Regions from separate parts of the Zea mays genome. Here region 2 is linked to region 1. The links are chromatin contacts, called in public Hi-C maps. All regions are on one chromosome and are shown on one strand. The core of a region is the stretch at or near the end of the contact, and the rest is flanking DNA. Distances in the headings are between cores, read along the strand shown.

Evidence for each region. A called contact is a pair of places that touch in the nucleus more often than the background predicts.
Region 2: a Hi-C map of ear shows a contact between it and region 1, with 2.2 times the contacts expected there. The contact joins the promoter of LOC100280154 here to the promoter of LOC100502508 in region 1. A contact is called at or near these places in 2 of 25 Hi-C or Micro-C datasets (ear and tassel).

The regions. Positions count from the first base shown.
Region 1 is chr3:163,104,886-163,109,834 of Zm-B73-REFERENCE-NAM-5.0, reverse strand. LOC100502508 (RING/U-box superfamily protein) reads left to right here and starts at 3,668. Exons shown (of 4, transcript NM_001196986.1): 1 at 3,668-4,639; 2 at 4,768-4,846. The coding sequence starts at 4,283.
Region 2 is chr3:163,749,029-163,754,398 of Zm-B73-REFERENCE-NAM-5.0, reverse strand. It overlaps LOC100280154, which reads right to left and starts at 2,642. Exons shown (of 9, transcript NM_001153086.2): 1 at 2,354-2,642; 2 at 1,310-1,365; 3 at 1,100-1,222; 4 at 519-607; 5 at 313-373; 6 at 125-227; 7 at 1-21. The coding sequence starts at 2,385.

The sequences.
Region 1 (4,949 bases), core at 2,419-4,918:
TGAGTTATGTAATAAACAAGTTTCTATGTATTTTTAACACTTATTTTATGAATTTCTGGGATTTGTGGACTGCTGATGCAAATACGAGAGAGCTCAGGGTCGTTTTTGTTAATTCCAGGATCTTTTAGTAATTACTTTACGCCGAGTGTGGATGGCAGGCTAGTTTCTGGTAAATGCAGGGGGTTATTAGCAAAAGGGGTGGGCCGAAGGGGTATCACCCAGTATCAGCCGTAGGATATGATATATGTGGTTTGGATTAGATTAGAGCTTCATCAAAACGGCATGCGCTATAGACCGTAGATCCCGAGACCCACGGTCAGGATTTTCATGACGCCACATCACACACCAACCGCTCGATTAGATTAGACGGTTCAGATATTCCCGGCCGAAGCCTTATCCTCCATCCAATCGCAGCCGCACGCCAACAATCCAATGGCACCAGGCCCATCCCCTTGCTCACCGATCAACCATCACGGTGAACAGGAATCTCCACGGCGACACCTCGCCGGCGCACCAAACAACGACGAACCAGTGGCCTAATCGATCCCCCCAAAGCTGCCAAGCGAAGATCGGAAGGTAACAAATGCGATCAATAGCACATTACCGAGAGTACACAAGTGAGTATGCCCGCCCACGACATGCTGCGGATTGGTGGACAGGGTGAGCATCGACGTGAAATTGCTGGTCTCCCGCCCGGGGTTCACGCACGACGAGGCCACATATGTGCGCGGTGGGATCCTTCGATGCCCCAGTACCACCCGTCGAGGCCGAAGGATCGCCCATGGGCAGGATCGACGGCGGCGGTGGCTCTTCTTCCACACTGATTTCCCCCCAACGCGATTCTTTGTGGAAAGCACGAGATGGACGTGACATCCATGGTTCGCTTACATACCTCCCAGAGAGACGTCCGGGCGGTTGGAGTCCAGATCTAAGTCATGGCGAATTTGCGCAGGTAATCGTGGAGTTTGTTGAGGGAGGCGGCAATCTGCTCCCAATTGACCCGCAACAATGGTTTAAGAAGTTGAGATGAGAGTAGAGGAAGGGGGGGCGGGATTCAGCTTTATAGCCTAGTGGCGCACACACGGAGTTAGTCCGGCGCGCGGATAGCGATGGATTCGATCGGATTTTCCGAGGTTCACGGCCAGCTTGATTTCGCGGAGGTTTGTTACGCGTTCTGTTTGAGGTAGGAGAAGCCCTGACGATTGGGTCCCATGTGTAGGTGACACCGGTGTGAGCATCAATGAACTACACGGACGACCCACCGGTCAGTGGGACAGGGCGTGCTGGGCTGAGGTTGTAGGCGCGCGGCATCAGTTTGGGCCGGCGGAAGCTTGGGATAGTGGGCCGAATCGAGGAGAATTGGCCCACGCGCGGGTTTCTTCTTTTTTCTTTTTTGTTTTTGTATTTTACTTTCTTTCACCTTTTCAAATTTCTATTTCAATTTCAACTTGATTCAACTTTGAATTTCAAACATAATTCTATTATGGACATAGATCCTATCTTCATTATTATTATTATTTATCTTGCTTCTCACCATAAAGAATAATTCATTTTAGGAGAATATCATTTGAAGATCTTTCCACTATTCGTTTAGATTCTTTTACTTTCTTTATTTATTATATTTTTTTACACAAATTTTGGGCTCTACAAATTAGGTGTCTCTTACTAGCTTTATAAGTCATTGAGAGTTTAGAAGGAGAGGAAAAAAGCACGATCAAGAAACCAAGCAACAAAGAGCGACAAATGAAGCAATAGCTCACACTCTCTAGAATCTCTCACAAGGCACTTAATCACTAATGAACACAATCACAATTGTTGCACTTGGAGGATTTTAGATGCTTGTGTGAGGCTTTGGAGTGAACTCTAGCTCTTTGCAATTAATTGGGAGTTGGAATGCTTGGATGTGATGAATGGAAGTGGTTGGGTTGTATTTATAGACACCAACTACTTCCTAGTCGTTGCCCACTTTCTACCAACCGCGGACGGTTCGCATTTCTGGCCTTAACGGGCCGCCCCTGCACATCAACGGCTGAAATCGCAACGGTCAACAATAACGACTATAAGTGCATTAAAGGCATCGTCATATATCAAATAAAGCAGTCACGGACGGTCCAGCCGTACACCCCGGACGGTCCACGAGATGCTAAAATTGGATTTTACTGAACCTGGTACCATGGGGGTTTTCTGGTTTTCAACGTGCGAACGGTCCACGCCTAGAGGCCAAACGGCCCGCGCTTGGTCTCGGACTGTACTCTTTACTCCTTCAGACAATATGTAGAAGAAGATTTGATTTCAACATAGTTTCTGTCCGAGGTGCATTAGGTATCGTGGACGGTCCGCGCACAGATGAATTTTCCAAAAAAACTCGTCTGTCCAGAATAATCTACGTTATTCCGGACAATCGACTTAGAATTGAGATAGATAGACTTATGCACGTGTGAAATAATCAACTACGCAAACTAGTTAGTACATTAGTTTATAATTGTCATCAAACACCAAAATCAATTTAGAAAAAATGGTAAAGGTGGTTGAGCACATTTTCTTCGGTGTTTGTATACAGTAAGGTCGTTCTGCGTCATCTTTTTACAAATAACCCCTCACAGCTATTTCAAATTAACCCGCTGCACGCCTATAGATGGTCAAACGGCGGCCCGGCACGAGCCAGACGCCCGCGGGCCACAACTCTGGCCCAGACACGTCATACCGGCTTGTTGACTGTGTCGGGCCAGCCCGTCGTCCTATTTGATTAAATAGGCATAAAATGTTAAAAAGGTGGGGTTCGAACTCATGCCCTGATGGAAGAAGGGCTGGGTGAAGTTGTCTAACCAGTAGAACATCATGCTCAAAAGTTTTTAATATTGAATATAAATTATTTTTAATATTGAATATAAATTGTATATATGTATATATGTTTTTTGTAAAATAAAAATAATATTGGTGTAATGGACTCCATGATATTTGAGGTTGCTGAATTGGATGGAGCAATAATAATTTGTCACACTAATATAAAATGAAATGTTATTTGTTGGTTTTAAACGTTAGTAATGGCTACAAAGTAGCATAATTTATATGGAGCGCATCCAGTTTTTATTGATATCTGACTTTAGCAATCACTCCATATTTTGATCTATCTTTTTTATAAATTTGAGTTAATGTGACTTATTTTAGAAACTTGAGCTCACAAACTTTCTCTTATTTAGTCTCTGTATGGTGGAATTATGTCATTTTATAATATATGTTCGTTCAGTTAGTCGTTGTGAACTCTCTTCTAATCGCTCACTTTATTGACCGTATTGTACCAAGACATATTGGATGGAGTAAACAATAACATCAGTTAGCCAAATCAAAAAAATATTATACGGAGAGCGGAGATAATCAATAAAAATTTTTAAAAAAAATTTGGTGGATAATTTATATGGATATTGTTGTAAGCGGTTGTAACACACGGGCAAGCCCGACTAGTATGTCTTTAGTGCACAGTTTGATATGTTTATTTAATTTGTTTTTATTTTTTAATAGTAGTATGGGACGGTCATATTTTTTCTATTTATCTGTTAACAGAAACATGTGACACACTGACACGTAGGCCCATCGGTCGGCCTATACTCTTTCTATTTTCTTTCTTCCCTTCATGCTCCCGAGTCCCGATCCATCCGTAGAGGGCGGCGGCCGCATCCTCTCCCCCCGCGGCCGAGCTCCACCCCCACCCACCCACACGCACACACTTTGCCGGCGGCGAGCACCACCAGGACAGCAGGTGTTCCCTCCTCTTGGTTTTCCCTTCATGCGGTGCGACTGGGTCTAACCCTTCTGGAATCATCTCCGATTCGGGGGGTTTTAGACGATATCTGGGCGGGATACAAGGTTTTTGGATGGAATTCCGGGGATCTCTGTCGACCCATATGTTTAGTGGTTGGGGAATTGGGGAAAGCGGTAGAAAGGTGTGATGTTTTAGTCCTTTTTGGTTGAAGCGGAGCTTGAGTCTTTGAGAAGCCATTTGGGCGTAATTCTTCTTTCGTTGATTGGGGTCGGCCTTGTGTGCAGGTTACGCAGATGTTTCTTTTTAGAGTTATTGCATCTCCTCAGTTGTAGTTTATCTCGGTTGTGTATCCACGAGTGCTGTGTACACCAATTCCTGTAGAAAAGATGGGTGAACATGTTTTCATTGTTCAAGAATGTTGTTATATGTTTTTAAATCATGTAAGACATGTTTTAGTTTTACCATGGGGTCTCGAGAACAATATTGTTTATTTCCTCATTCTGTTTTGAAGCCGTCGGAATTATGCTTGTAATCATTGCTGAAGTTTTTGTGAACATATATTTTTTTTCAATCGATTTTGCTCGAGCCAGTATCTTTTATTGCAACACCATGAACTCCCATGGTGCTGGTTCGCATTCACGGCTTTTGGACCTCAACTATCCCCCTGCTGAAGGGGCTGGTGAGGGGGCTTCACGTTTCAGCAGTATCCCTGTCTCTCATAGAGAGGGTTCAAGCAGCATGCCTGTACAACACATCCAGGCTTCGAGTAGTACACCACCGGCTACTGGTGAGCCTCGCATTGGTATGCGTAGTTGCCCCATCGATGTGGAAGCCATCGATGATGATGCCGTTATCTATTCTTCAAGACCACTGCCTCGAGTACGTACTTGTGCATTGTTCTGGTGTCTATCTGTGGATATGCATATTATTTTGTTCTGCTTTTGATTCTTATATGATCATTTAATATGAAGAAAATGTTTATCTGGTTGGTTTCCTTCATGTTTCAGGCAAGACAGCAGTTGACCACGACAGAAAGTATTACTATCATAATAGATGATGATTCCGAAACAAACCTAGAAACAGCAGGTTTGATGTTATATCCAGTGTGAATTTTATAAACCATGTTCAGTTATTCATTTTAGTGCAGCAATAAAGTTGTTTTGTATGAAGATCCATAGTTCTCATTTCA
Region 2 (5,370 bases), core at 1,393-3,892, 650 kb before region 1:
GTGGCAGCAGCAGGGCTATTCCTGCCAAGGAGGTTTAGACGCCATAAGTACAGCTTTAATGACAGTGAAACTCAACAAAACTCACAAATCCTAGCGCTCATGAAAACTGGAATGGAGCACATACATTTCTTCTGCCGGAAAACCAGGCTCGGTGTCTTGTGAGCAATCGACTAGCCATTCTTCTGGCAGTTCATCAGTCCCGTCAGAGTTCAGTAAACAGTTGGTACCTGGAGTTAGCACTCTAATTAGGAATGGAAAAGAACGCTCCCAGACTGAACACCAGAAGTCTAGCAGTAATGATGGAAGGTATACCTGAAAAATCCATCTCCTGAAGACTTTCCAAAAGCCCCTCTTCAGTCATAGAACGTGTCATCTAGTACAGACATAGAAAGGCATTATACCAATGAAGGCAAAACAACATACCACCGTAAATTGACACAGTTTCCGACACAACAACATTACTAATAGTTCACTTCATCTTTAAGGATACTTTGATAGATCGACTAAAGAGCATGTACCTCAACATTTTCTGGACAGAACTGCAACATGCGTCTGCGCTTTGCCTGCAAAGTTTCCTTCCCTTCTTCAAACTCCTTGACGATGATATCTGCATTGCATTTTTACTAGTCAGAAAATGCAACTAACATTGAAGCGCCTTCTTGAGTGTTTGCGGAAAAGGTCAGATGGGATAGAATTAGGAAATATCAATTGGAATCCATTGTACTAATAATTAGGTCAGATCCTATATTAGTTGCATTTTATAGCTCAGATTAGACATACGCAAGAGGGAAATTGTAACCTGGAAATGTACTCGATCCAATTGCCATGATCAGCTGATTTTGTTATTATATTAGTCATTTGTTTGTGGATTTACACTTTATATATTACTACATATATACGAAATACAATGTCAATAACGCAATTTCAGGAAGCAGAGAGAATTAGACAACATATATTAGCATCTAAAAGGTGGTACTACAGGTCGTATTGGACCGTGGAAAACCATTTGCGCAGATAAGTTGGTGTGAACTGAAATAGTTCAGAATCTACATTTAAGCTTGTGACTGTAGATTTCAAAACCACGAGAACAAGACTTTACCTCCTATATCACAGAACTGAAATTCGAAGTCTGTACAATGTTTAATTGGTGTTTGCTCATCAAACATGCTCCAATCATCACCCATATTGTTGGGTGCTTCAGCCCACAAGCTGCTACATGGAGCTGCCAAACCGGAAATACAAGATGCTCAGGTCTTTGCGTGGATATATATTTAGGGCAGAATGAGTAATGCAACGGCACGGTGCAAACCAGCTAACAAATCTTTCTGCAGACCATACTCCTGACTTTGCCATTCCCACAGCTCACTGTAAGTTCCACAGCAACGAGCTCAATCAGAAGTGATTAATCTTGCAAGAAACTTGAGGAGAAGTTCAGAGCAAGGAGTGAAAATGTGGAGCATAAAAGTATGCCCAGCTAACGTCGCAGAAAAGGGTAAAAATCTTAACAGTGAATTGTACTGGACTGAAAGGTAAATTTGGGAGGAATGTAGATCATGAATAATGCATCGGTGACAAATAACAACTGGCACGAAAGGCAAGCAACAGCCACAAACAGACATGGTAAAACTTTAATCTTGAGTACAGCAAATATGTAAAAGTTTTTTTCTACTATTTTTCTTTTTTGGATGTGTAATGACAGAATGTTCAGCGTTCGGTAAATATATATCAGACAGTAAACTAGCGAGGGTTAGAAGCTCGTGATAGCAATCTAACAACGAAAACGGATGAAACAAGAAAAACAAAAATCCTTGGATAAGTAAGGAAATGCATCAGAAGTGGTGTCCGAAACAAGACACTACAGCACCAGCTTTGTCACGAACTTCACGGGAGCAGCTAACAGGCAGGGCAGCTAGGGTTTATATGGCCGGAAAAGCCCAAGACAACTGAACCGCTGCTAGCTGATTATGGACGCAGCACGCCGAAAAGGCGCAAAAGCCACAGCAAAGCTTCGTACAAAAGAAGGGAGAATACGGCCCTTTGCCCCCAGAATTAGTAGTCCCTGCGTCCTGCTCCCTTAACATCATCGTAGGACGCATAAAGAGCTCACCCACCAAAAAGGGGCGCAGCAACTTCCGGGCTCTAGTACCTGCTGCCACACCCACCCGAGCTCCCTTAACAAAATTGGGGATCGACGGTGGGCTGCAGCCTGCAGGGACGGAACCGAAGCGAGAAAAGAGAAGCCGGTGACTGGAATTTCGTCCCCAGCCGCGGGCACCAAGGCGCGGCCTTTCTCCGCGGCGCGCGACCCAGGACCAGTAGTACCACGGACGGTGTTTCGGTGCGCGCAACTCACCCCTGATCGCCAATGGCGCCGTCGAAGTCCATGACCGCGCGCGCGGCGAGGGCCGCGGATTGGATCCGGCGTCACGCGCGGCTACTGCTTCACCGGCGGGCGACAGCGACGACGGGCTGGCTGGCTGGTTCTCCGCGCCGGACCAGGGAGCGGGGGGCAGGTGGAGAGGGGGACTGGAGGGGAGGAGGTGGTGGAAGTGGAAGAAGTGGGGTGGGCGCGGGGTGCAGGGCAGCAGGCAGGCGGTTTGAGCCCTCTCCTCCCTCTGCCGTCCCTTTCGCTGTCTAGACACAAGTCCAAACTCCAAACCCCCGATGCTTTTATCCACTCTCTCCTCTCGCTCTCACGCTCTCTCTCTCTCTCACCAGTTGTGGTGACAGCACAGTCTGCAGAGCGGCACGGAACCCCGCGAAAACCAAAAAGAATCGAGAGGCGTGGGCCGCGGATTATCTTATGATGACTAAGGGTCTGTTTGTTTACCTTCATGGATTATATAATCTGGATTATTTTTGGAGGATTATATAATCTAGATTATATAATCTCGATTATATAATCTGAGTAGTCCCGTTTGTTTACCCAGATTATTTGAGTTGTTAATAGGATTCTTTTGTATGAGGAAGACAAGAATGCCCTCTATATTTGTACTAGGTTGAAACTCATATATGAAAAAAATAATTCAATTGACACTGTCAAATATTGCATTAGCAATATTATCACGGAAGGCATTCATGTCACCTTCTTCATCCCCAAATTGACTAGTACTAGGCGCAAAAACGATTTGGTGGATTATAATGGCAATGGTGGGTAATTTCTAGGAAACTTGAAAGGGTAGTGGGGAAGTGGGAAAAAATAATCTGAAATAAGCACCTCCTCACTTGCTTATGGATTATCATAATCCAAGGGGTTAGATTATATAATCTGGGCAAATAAGCTGGACTGTTTGTTTGCCTCTTAGGATTATTTAATCCAGATTATATAATCTGGGGGGTAAACAAACAGGCCCTAATCCTGACCCGGATTTAATAAGTAACTACTAATCCAAAGCGGTTGCCAGGCCATTTTGTTAGGAACAGCCCTTGCCAGGCCGTGAAGATTGCTGGGGAAGCCATTGACTGGGCCTGGAAAGCTTGCACCGGAAGGAAGCCCAGCCCGAGGATTTTGCAACTCCAAATGAAATCATCATAAAGATGCTACAGTAGATTCATTTGTACTAGTACTACGTCCCGGCGGAGATGGCATGAGCTACAGTGAATGCGCAGGGCGGGGGCAGGGCACGGGGTACATCGTGGCCATTAACTGCGGACCCAGGGCGTTCATGTGATCCGGAGCATTCAAGACGAAGACGGGAGACGGCCGAGCCCGAGCCTCTCTCACTCCGTCCGTTGCGTTGCTACGGACGGTACGGTTGCAGGCTGCAGGAGCAGGACCAGCGAGCCCCGACGCTGGGAGGTGGGCCCTGTGGATCCGTCTATTCCATGGCCGGATGGCCCCCGCATGTCGGGAGCTTCCTGTCCCGTTCTGTTGGACTGCTACGGTTACATGCAGGAGCTCCAGGTCCAGTCCAGATGCACATGGGGCCGCCCGCTACGGCCGGCGTGGAACAGTAAAAATTCCAAGAATGTCAGGCTCCTCTGATCCGGATTGGACTAATTAATTAAAATACGTAATTATCGAAGAGATGATCCACGATTAATTAAAAATACTCGGAGCTTTAAGACGGAGGGAGAGCAGCCGCGCGGGTCGTCCTAGAAAAGGTGCCCAGGCGTACAGTATAGTACGCGAGGCTGGATTTTGGATCTTCACTTTGATCTCTCGGTCGTTTACTGAATACTGACGGATCATCACTTCACAGATCTGTTTACCGGCGAGTTTACCGGCGGGGGACCATGCCCTCGTGGACCGTGTGGCTAACTTTAGGTAGTGTTTGGTTGAAGATCCAAGTAGAACGGAGCCGTTCTGTCCTAGTTTTGTTGCTGTTTGGTTACAAAGTAACTAGAACGGAATGACTCCAATTAGAGAATATTCTCCTCAGATCCGGAACCATTCCGCTCCAAAAAATCAACCGGACGGAGCCGCTCTGTTCTCATCCCGCTCTCACAGTCACGCTTCGTTCCGTTCACTCTGCAACCAAACAAAAAACAGAGCCGCTCCGTTCCAGATTACCAAACACAGAACAGAGCGGCTCTGTTTTTAGAATCAGGGATGGAACGACTCCGTTCTACTTGGCTCCTCAACCAAACACTACCTTAACTTCGCCCGACTGCACATGTCGAATCAGATCGCCGGTGACGGTGAGTATACTAGTAGCATTTTAGTTTGCGACGACCAGACCAGATCGCCGGTGAGTACGAGGCGCGTTTGTGGCTGTAGGCTGCGTACGTACGTATGCATGTACAGATAGATGGACTCAAGTACAGGTTGATAGGCGCTGATAAAGCTCCCTTCCAAGCAGTTGATCATTATTCCACTATAACCAGCCTATCAGGGTACCATCATCACAACACATCGTCGACATGCCTGGTTCAGAGAATCAGGGTAAACATTAGCATCGAAATGATTACGGTGACACGTGCAGCGCACGGCTTCCTACACCACGGCAAACACGAAACAAACCATCAGCCCCGCCACCGTGCACAAAAAAAAAACGTACTAGTACATAGGAGAGGACCAGGAGACAAGATGGTCAGTAAAGCGAAGCACACTTCGAGCAGGCGGCGCATCATTGGTAGTACAAATGAAGGCAGGATATATTTAGGGGGTGTTTGATTACACCCCGCTAAAATTTAGCCCATGTCCCATCGAATGTTTGAACCTCCGTTCCGGGTATTAAATGTAGTCGGATTATAAAACTAATTTATCAGCCGAAGATTAAAAGACGAGACGAATCTAGTTCAATTGGTTGGGTCTATATTTCATACTCCTATTTAAAAGTCAAACGCTTGATGTGACCCGGGCTAAACTTTAGTAGGAGCAACCAAACACCCCCTTAAGGGATAGATAAACGAGACATGACAGGCCAA